Linked DNA regions of Rattus norvegicus: region 2 is linked to region 1. The links are chromatin contacts, called in public Hi-C maps. All regions are on one chromosome and are shown on one strand. The core of a region is the stretch at or near the end of the contact, and the rest is flanking DNA. Distances in the headings are between cores, read along the strand shown. Region 1 has its middle 560 kb from the start of Lmo4. Region 2 overlaps Lmo4 (LIM domain only 4).

What was found. A called contact is a pair of places that touch in the nucleus more often than the background predicts.
Region 2: a Hi-C map of Schwann cells shows a contact between it and region 1, with 2.9 times the contacts expected there. The contact joins two enhancer-like sites.

The regions. Positions count from the first base shown.
Region 1 is chr2:235,375,464-235,379,362 of GRCr8, forward strand. No RefSeq gene overlaps it. Among named protein-coding and RNA genes, the nearest start is that of Lmo4, 560 kb to the right of the region's middle. Within about 2 kb of position 1,943, at least 1 of the 93 cell types and tissues checked has an H3K27ac peak or open chromatin away from gene starts, as enhancers often do. A contact at or near this core is called in Schwann cells, where this site is marked.
Region 2 is chr2:235,932,953-235,936,851 of GRCr8, forward strand. All of the region lies in intron 2 of Lmo4 (LIM domain only 4), which reads right to left. Among named protein-coding and RNA genes, the nearest start is that of Lmo4, 6.4 kb to the right of the region's middle. Within about 2 kb of position 1,914, at least 11 of the 93 cell types and tissues checked have an H3K27ac peak or open chromatin away from gene starts, as enhancers often do. A contact at or near this core is called in Schwann cells, where this site is marked.

The DNA of each region.
Region 1 (3,899 bases), core at 693-3,192:
CAGTAAATATCCCTAATAGAGAAGAGAAGGAAAGAGAGCAAAGGAGTTTATACAAGCTCTAAAGACCAACTCCTCCTTCACAAGTTTGCCTTGGGGAGCAATTCAATGAGAGCCGATTAGTACAGGCCTTAATGCTTCCCACTTGCAAGTGAGTTAAGACTTACTGAGGGGAGACTAATGCGGGCGAGTCTTCTCTGAGATTCAACGCTATTTCACAGGTTCCTGATTCCCAGTGTCCCTGGATTGCACAGGGAGACAGGAAGCATGGTGGACCCATGATGCACAATCTCCTGGAAAGAATGTACAGAGACAATGAGACCTACAGAAAGAAAAAACCTGGGAAATTTCAGGAAATGTTTCAAAGACAGTATATCGTTGTTACCAGGAGGAAATGCCATGGGTAATGTCAAAGTAACTGTTTACATGGTAGAAAATCAATGTTGAAAAATGTAAGCAATGGTCACAGTGGGGCCTTTGCTATGTTTGGAAACAAGCCTCCACCAAGCAGGACATCTTCATTTTCTTTTGTTTCCATAAAATTCACTTTCATACGTCATAAAAATATTTACTTAATTCATTTGTCCCTAACCTGTTTCTCAAATCTAACCATAGTCATAGGTAGGAAAATCTGTAGCACAGGGAATATAGATAATTCTTAGTGACAGAGGAGATCACCCCTTCCTGACATGTGTCACAAGAAAAAATGCCTTAAAGTATCTATGGCCTCCTTCCCCATCTGCCTTACCCTATCTTTTGTCAGCCATTTTATTGAGGAAGCAGATTCATATTCCAGAAATGCAGAATACACTCATCTCGTGAACTTCCTTTGATCACTGAAGTTAGGCTGGACTTTTCCCTTAGACTTAGACCATTTGCATTGCATCTGAATAGTTTGTACTTCCAGTCTTGAAAGAAATCATCTCACTAAAACTGTGTCCAACCTTAGGTTCTATGGGAGCCACTGTAGACTGAACTCCTTGAGGACCTAATAAGACCTTCAAGGTAGGAGTGTGTGTGTGTGTGTGTGTGTGTGTGTGTGTGTGTGTGTGTGTGTGTGTGTATTATACATGCTAATACCAATGTGTGCATATACATGTGGGCAGCGTTTGCATGTACAGGCCACACTCAGCATAGAATGCATTCCTCCATTTCTTTCCTCAGTTTTGAGTTCACATTGACTTAAGTTGTCTAGCCAAAGAGCTCCAGGAAACTCCCTGTCTCTCAGTTTGTACATGGATGCCGGAGATTCATACTCAGGTCTTCATTTTACATGACAGGAAGTTTAATGAATGAAGCTTCTCCCAAGCTCTTCTGTATCTGCACAAGTGTATGCATTCCCAGGACAGAGAAGTCGGCTTCTTTCTTTACGACCTGTGAAATGCTGTCCCCTTCTAAAGAACGGTCATTCTTTAAACTTATTTTTACATGATTAGAAGGCCCTTCATTCAGCTTGGTGGGGATTAGCTCACCGGTCCCTTTATCCTTAAACAGCATGGGAAGCTGAGATTTTTGTTCCAGCAGAACATTTTAGCAATGGTAGTTAGGACCTGGTTGCTGTAGCTGATCGGTGTGTGACTTCATAGGAGGCTAAGACATTTGGGCTTGTTTTACCTCCCTGATTTTGAGTAGGATACACAACCAAAGAAGAAACCTACACATTGAAAAACTAGAGCTGAGTCACTTATCCCATGGCTGGCATATCTGTGACAGCCACAGACTTAAAGAGGCCAGGGAGTGTGAAGATGTTCCTGAAGATATCCGTTCACCATTTCAGCGGGTCTTTGTCAGTGGTCCTCATAGTAGACATAGCAAACAATTAGCAAATGAATAGATAACATTTTAGGCAGATGGGGGTGAACAGCCAAATAAGGCTCAGGTCCAAGCAGGACAGCTACCCTGTGGCCCCTCAGCACACAGGATCAATTCATAAATGTCTTCTGAGAAGAATGAATGAGGACAGTCAGTCATGGCAGAACAAAGCAATCACATGAACAAGCAAGCAGGATACAGCAATGAAAACACTGGAAATTGTCTGCAAATAGCACAGCCAGGCAAAGGGAATTTTGTAAAAGCAAAGAAAAGAATGACCTTGAACCTCAGACACCACATGAGGACAGAAAACGTAATTCACCTTCAGGCACTTCCTTCTCAAATTATTGCATTGAGCGAAGATTTTACAAATTCAAAGACATTTAACATGGACACTGGAGTATTCACATTGGATCAGTGTGCACACATCCAGGGCTGTTTTTCAGTTTCTTAAATGTGTCTAAATTAATTACATTTTAACTCAGTTAATTTCAATAGACAAGAAAGGGAGTCAGGACAAAGAACCATAGAAGGTTAAAGAAAAAGCCCAAGGAACTTAATCATTTTCAATTTTGACATCAGCATTGCTAAACAACCCTCGGAAGAGAAGAGGGATGGACCAAAGAGAGAAGACAGAGACCCTCTGACCTCAAGGTGCGCCACAGTTACAAATGCTCAGCCAAAGCCATGGAAAACCGAGCTATTTCTAGGAGTGGCCCCTGCCGTCCCCTTGTACAGACGCAGTCCAGAGGCACCGAGAGATATAGGTGGAAACACTCAAGAAACAGCTGGAGGAACATTTCCCACTTTTAAAGTTTATTTACTTATCTTCAGCCATATGAAAGCATAGATATTAAAAATTTGGAGAAAGAAGAAAGATGGATGAGACAGATGAAAGTAGAGAAGGGGAAGAGAGGGGAAAGGACAGAGAGAGAGGAAGTGAAGAGACAGGTGTTAAAGGAGGAATGGAAAGAAGGTGAGAGGGAACAGAAGGGAGAGAGAGATAGAGACATAGAACTGACATACGAATAGAATTTAAAAAATCACAACTGAAACATCTGTAGCATTACCTCATGATCTTATTCTGCCAGTTATACACACTTGTGTGTGTGTAGATAGATAGGTAGGTAGGTAGGTAGGTAGGTAGGTAGGTAGGTAGGTAGGTAGGTGGGTGGGTAGGTGGATGGATGGATGAATAGATGGATGGATGGATGGATGGATGAATGGATAGATAGATAGATAGATAGATAGATAGATAGATAGATAGATAGATAGATAGGTAGACAAACAGATGGATAGATGAATTGATTTAATTTTAAAACTGGCATTAGGCCTCTGCATAAATATAATATAATATAATATAGTAATATAATATAATATAATATAATATAATATAATATAATATAATATAATATAATATAATATATGCAGTGTACCTAAGCATAGTAGTCTCTCAGTAAATGTGTTCTGAAGACATTGATTTTGCTCAATCTATTTCCCACTGCCTTTGTAACGACCCCTAATAATCTTCATAATGAAGCTAAATCAATAGTAACACAACTGTGGAATTCAGTATTTGGAAAAACCCAGGTAATCCTTCATTCTGTCCATGCATAAATTTCAACTGCATTTATGTAGTTTGCTTCAATGCTTAGATAAGGCAAGTACCATCCTTGCTGCGTGGGCAATAAAATATATCTAAGATGACATTAAAAATCATCATGACCATCTTTTTCAGTATCATTATTATCCTAGCTACTAACAATTGAGAATTTCGTAAATGCCAAGCCTCCTAGCATTTTCACTATATTAATCTTTTCAGCGCAGTTGTAAATAGGCAATGCTATTTTCCCCAGACTCCTAAGACCCTAAGAAATGCATAAATGTAAAATGTAAAAAGTTAATTTCGATGCAATGTGATGTTATGAATTATATGCGATGTTTAAAATAATGCCTAAAAGCAGCTTTCAGTGCTAATATACAAACAGAAGTAAGACTCCTCTCTCCCTCACAAACCCCCTGCTTTTGCAGAGAGAGAGAGAGAGAGAGAGAGAGAGAGAGGGAAGGAGGGAGGGAGGGAGAGAGAGAGA
Region 2 (3,899 bases), core at 664-3,163, 560 kb after region 1:
AATCAGGGCAGCCGCATGGAAGCCAAAAAAAAAAAAAAAAAAAAAAAACCACCTCGAAGCGTGTCTCTATTTTCCACAGCATGGCTTTCAGAACCTGTCACAGAACAATCAGTCATAAAATCGTGGGATTCCTAAAGTGTCAAAAATTACCAAGTTTGAAAATGACCAAGACCTACCCCCTGGCCGACGGCTTGCTACCCAACAGTGTATTAATGGAGTCCCTATCCTTCCGAGTCAACAGCTTTGAAGCTGCTTCAGAGACAGCAGAACTCATGGGTCTTATACACATTCTAATCTCTTATCAGATGAAGACGACCATTAGAATTCTATCCTTTTTTTTTCCCCCTGAAAAGTTGTCCTTTTTTTTTTCCTCGTGCGTTGCAGAGTTAATTATCTAACCAGGGGGACTGTCCAGGACAGTGTTTGATTTAAAAGGCTCGAGGCTTTAGGTGCTCAATTAAGTAGCTATCGGTCTCAGACTGAACTATAATGGGCTCTTTTCTCTTTAACTCAAGCAACCGGGAGATATACCCCAGGTCAGGCTAATTAAAGCCAGGGGAGTCTTTAATTGTGATGACAGAATTGGTTTCAGTTTCCTTTCTTTGGGTCCTCGGTCCAAGAAGGTCGTTAATATTTCAGCATTTGGGCAGTGCAATCAATCACAAACATCAAGAGGTCCTTTACAGGGGGAAAGGGAAAAGATGGGGAGAAATCCCGCTTCTAAGGTGTCTCGCTTCTTCCTATCTGATGGCTGCGAGGTAGTGGCGAGCCTTGTCTGCAGGGCTCAGCTCCAAATCTCCTTGCTGCCATGAAAAAGGATGGAGAAACAAACTGTATTTTTTTTTTTTTTGAGTTTAACATTAATGCTTAGCGTCTTCCGGTAACTTCGATGGCCAATAGGTGGGCTTATTTTCAACTGCATTATTACTTCAAGCAAAATACATGCTCTATGGAGCGCTACCTGGCTGTGTTTTCTGAACTGCTTTCCGGCACTAGAGAGTTACATTTCCCAGAGTGTGCCTGAAAGGTACACATTTGTACCTGCAAGTAAATATCAGCAACCTATCTGAGGAGAAAAATGTACATCCACGGCTACTGATCTAGAAGCAATTGGTTTTCCAGCAGGATCCTATATTTAATCTAAATTCTGCACCAGCTATATTAAATGTAACAAAGAAATGCAACCCAGAAATTATGCCCGGAGCCAAGTCCATTAAAGGTACTTCAGAATAACTAGAGCCCAAGCACCTTAAAAGCACCAGAAGCTATTTATACCTAAGGGGGGGGGGGCTGTGCATAATCGCAACCACTGCATTAGAGAGGGGAGGGAGGGAAAAAAAAATCAGCCAAATTACGCTTGGTTAATTCAGAGTAACAGATCTGCCCCCAAGTGAATTGGAGGCCTTGAATTAATTCTGTTATGACAAATCAAGATAAACGTTCCCCCTAAATTGCATGCGATTTAATTAATTTTTGAGATCCTGGGTTTTTTTTTTTCCTAGCTAATAGTTCACATGCTCCTGTGCTGTCATTGTGCTTGAGTGGGCAGACTTCAAAGTGATATTAAATAACCAACTATTAGATTTACCTAGCACGTCCTATTGGAAAAGTGCCATTTAATTACCTAGCCTGTTCAATTAAAGGGACAGCATTCTCTGAATATAGCAGCTTGCTGTTGATTACCAGGGAAATGAACTCTCTGCCTGGCGGCTTCTCCTTGCCTAACGCGAATCCCCTCCCCAAACACACCACACCCTCCACCTCCGGCCACCCTCAAACCCCTTGCCGGGGCCCGGAGCTCAGCTCAGCTCACTGCGGCTGCCTGCGGACGCCACGTGAACCGCCGGAGCGGAGCCGCGGACACCAGCGCCACCGCGCCGGCTCCTGCCCTGCGCTCGCCCCCTCGCGGCCCTGCACAGTGGATATGGCCCGCCACCCACCCACTTTCCAGCTCCGACCGGAGCCCCACCCGACGGCGTCCGAACTTCCTCCTCTGGCCGCACTTTCCGCGCCAGTCAGCCCGAAGTAGGGGTAAAGAAAAGCGTGTTGGAGAAAAGAACCGGAGTTTGCAAAAGCTACTACTCGTTGGCTCTTGGGTGGAGCTGAGGGGTCGGGAGTCGCGGAAGGGAGGGGGCGGCTGTAAGGTTGTTCCCCGACTTCTGGGAGGTGGAGGGGTCAGGCAGACGTGGGTCCCTTTAAGATCCACCCTCCCCCTCCTCTCTACACCCTGCTTCCAGCCTTTCCCTCCCTCTCTTAGAGGCCAATTTTGTTAATTAAATGTTTTGTTTGCGACGAAGCTCTCATTCATTGCGGACACGTCATTCGGAGTAGATCTAAGCCAGAGACCAGATCTCATTAGATAAAGCCCATCAGAACTAAGAAAATGGAGGAGCCACTAATTAAAGCTTTTAATTGTGCAGATTCGCTGCAGCAAGGCCTCAGCTTTATCTGAGATCTTGGAGGAGAGGAGGCAGAAGCCCAGCTCTGCCCAATCGACACTTGGCCACGGAGAGGGGGAGGGAATGGGGGCTGGAAATGGGGGAAAACACCACCCTCTCCTTCCCCTCAGCTTTTTAGCCAGATTTTGGTTGTTTAAAAAAAAAACCGCAACAAAACAAAACCCCTCAAAGTCAGACAGTGTAAACGCCCCTTAATATAACTGCAGGGTGGCCCCAGCTAAGCAAAGGGGTCATCTTCACCTGAGGACCGGCAAAGGGATCACTCAATCCTCAAGCTCTAAAGAACCGAAGGCTCCCCAACAAGTGGGTTTGGGGGCGTCTGAGATATGTGGGAAGAAAAGACTGCCAACACATTCTTCATCTTCCCAGGGTTTGGTTCCCTTAAGTGGCAGAGAGAACAGCATGACTTCAGGTATCTATGGGGCTGGATAGGAAGCTGGGCTTGGCCGGCCCCTCTGATCACAGTGTGATCCATGATCTATTTGGCACTGATCTAGAATTTGTCTCTCCCGGGCAGACAAGTTTCTCAGAATGGCATCCAGTTTTAGAACAAGGCTAATTCCAGTCCACAAGTTCAGGGGCAAAAGGAAGCAAGACTCCAAGATTACCTAAGGGCTAGGGCTGAGTGAACACGCTCTACTAGACCCCACGAAAACACCAAGAGAACATTTATTATTTGCCCCCCTTCCCCCCCAAGAATAAGGAAAGAATGGACTTCATTCTCAGAAAGCCACTTGCCTAAACTTGTACCATGGGAATCCAAGTGGACCCATCTCCTGTTAATTAGTGGTAATCAGAAGTGAAGATAGGCTCTTTTCCCTTTGAAGACACTTGAAGAGGTGAGGCTGCACCATTCACCAAATCTTAACCACACGGTCAATTTTTCCACTTCAAACCACCATCCTTTCTTAGCACACTTTTTTTTTTTTTTTTTTTTTTGGTCTCCACTTAATTACGACACTGTCAAAGCTCACGGCATTGCTTGGGAAGAGAACCAGAAAGCATTACACCCAAGCTCCTGCTGGTTTTTCCCAACATTGACTTCTAAAAGAACACTTAGGGGAATTACTGCAGCCACATTAATTTAAACAGAAAGAGTCCTCTCGCCCCCGTGCTTCCTGGCTGACTGAAGATGCCCGAAGAGTGGGTACAGGTTGCGATATCAGAGTCGACAAACCTCACCTCGCTCTGATACCACGGGAGGCAAACACACTCATACCCAGCTCCAAACTGCAGCAACAGCCACAGATAATGTCAACCACATCAGGGCTAAACTTTGAATAAAATATCCCAGCGGATGATTTACCAGCTCTATGAAGCCAGAAATGGATTTAATACTTATCACCCTACAAAGGTTCAGAATGGAGAGTTAAATAGAAGGAAATATTTTAAAGCATTTCTTTCTCTAGAGGTATTGGGGTGTGTGTGTGTGTGTGGTTT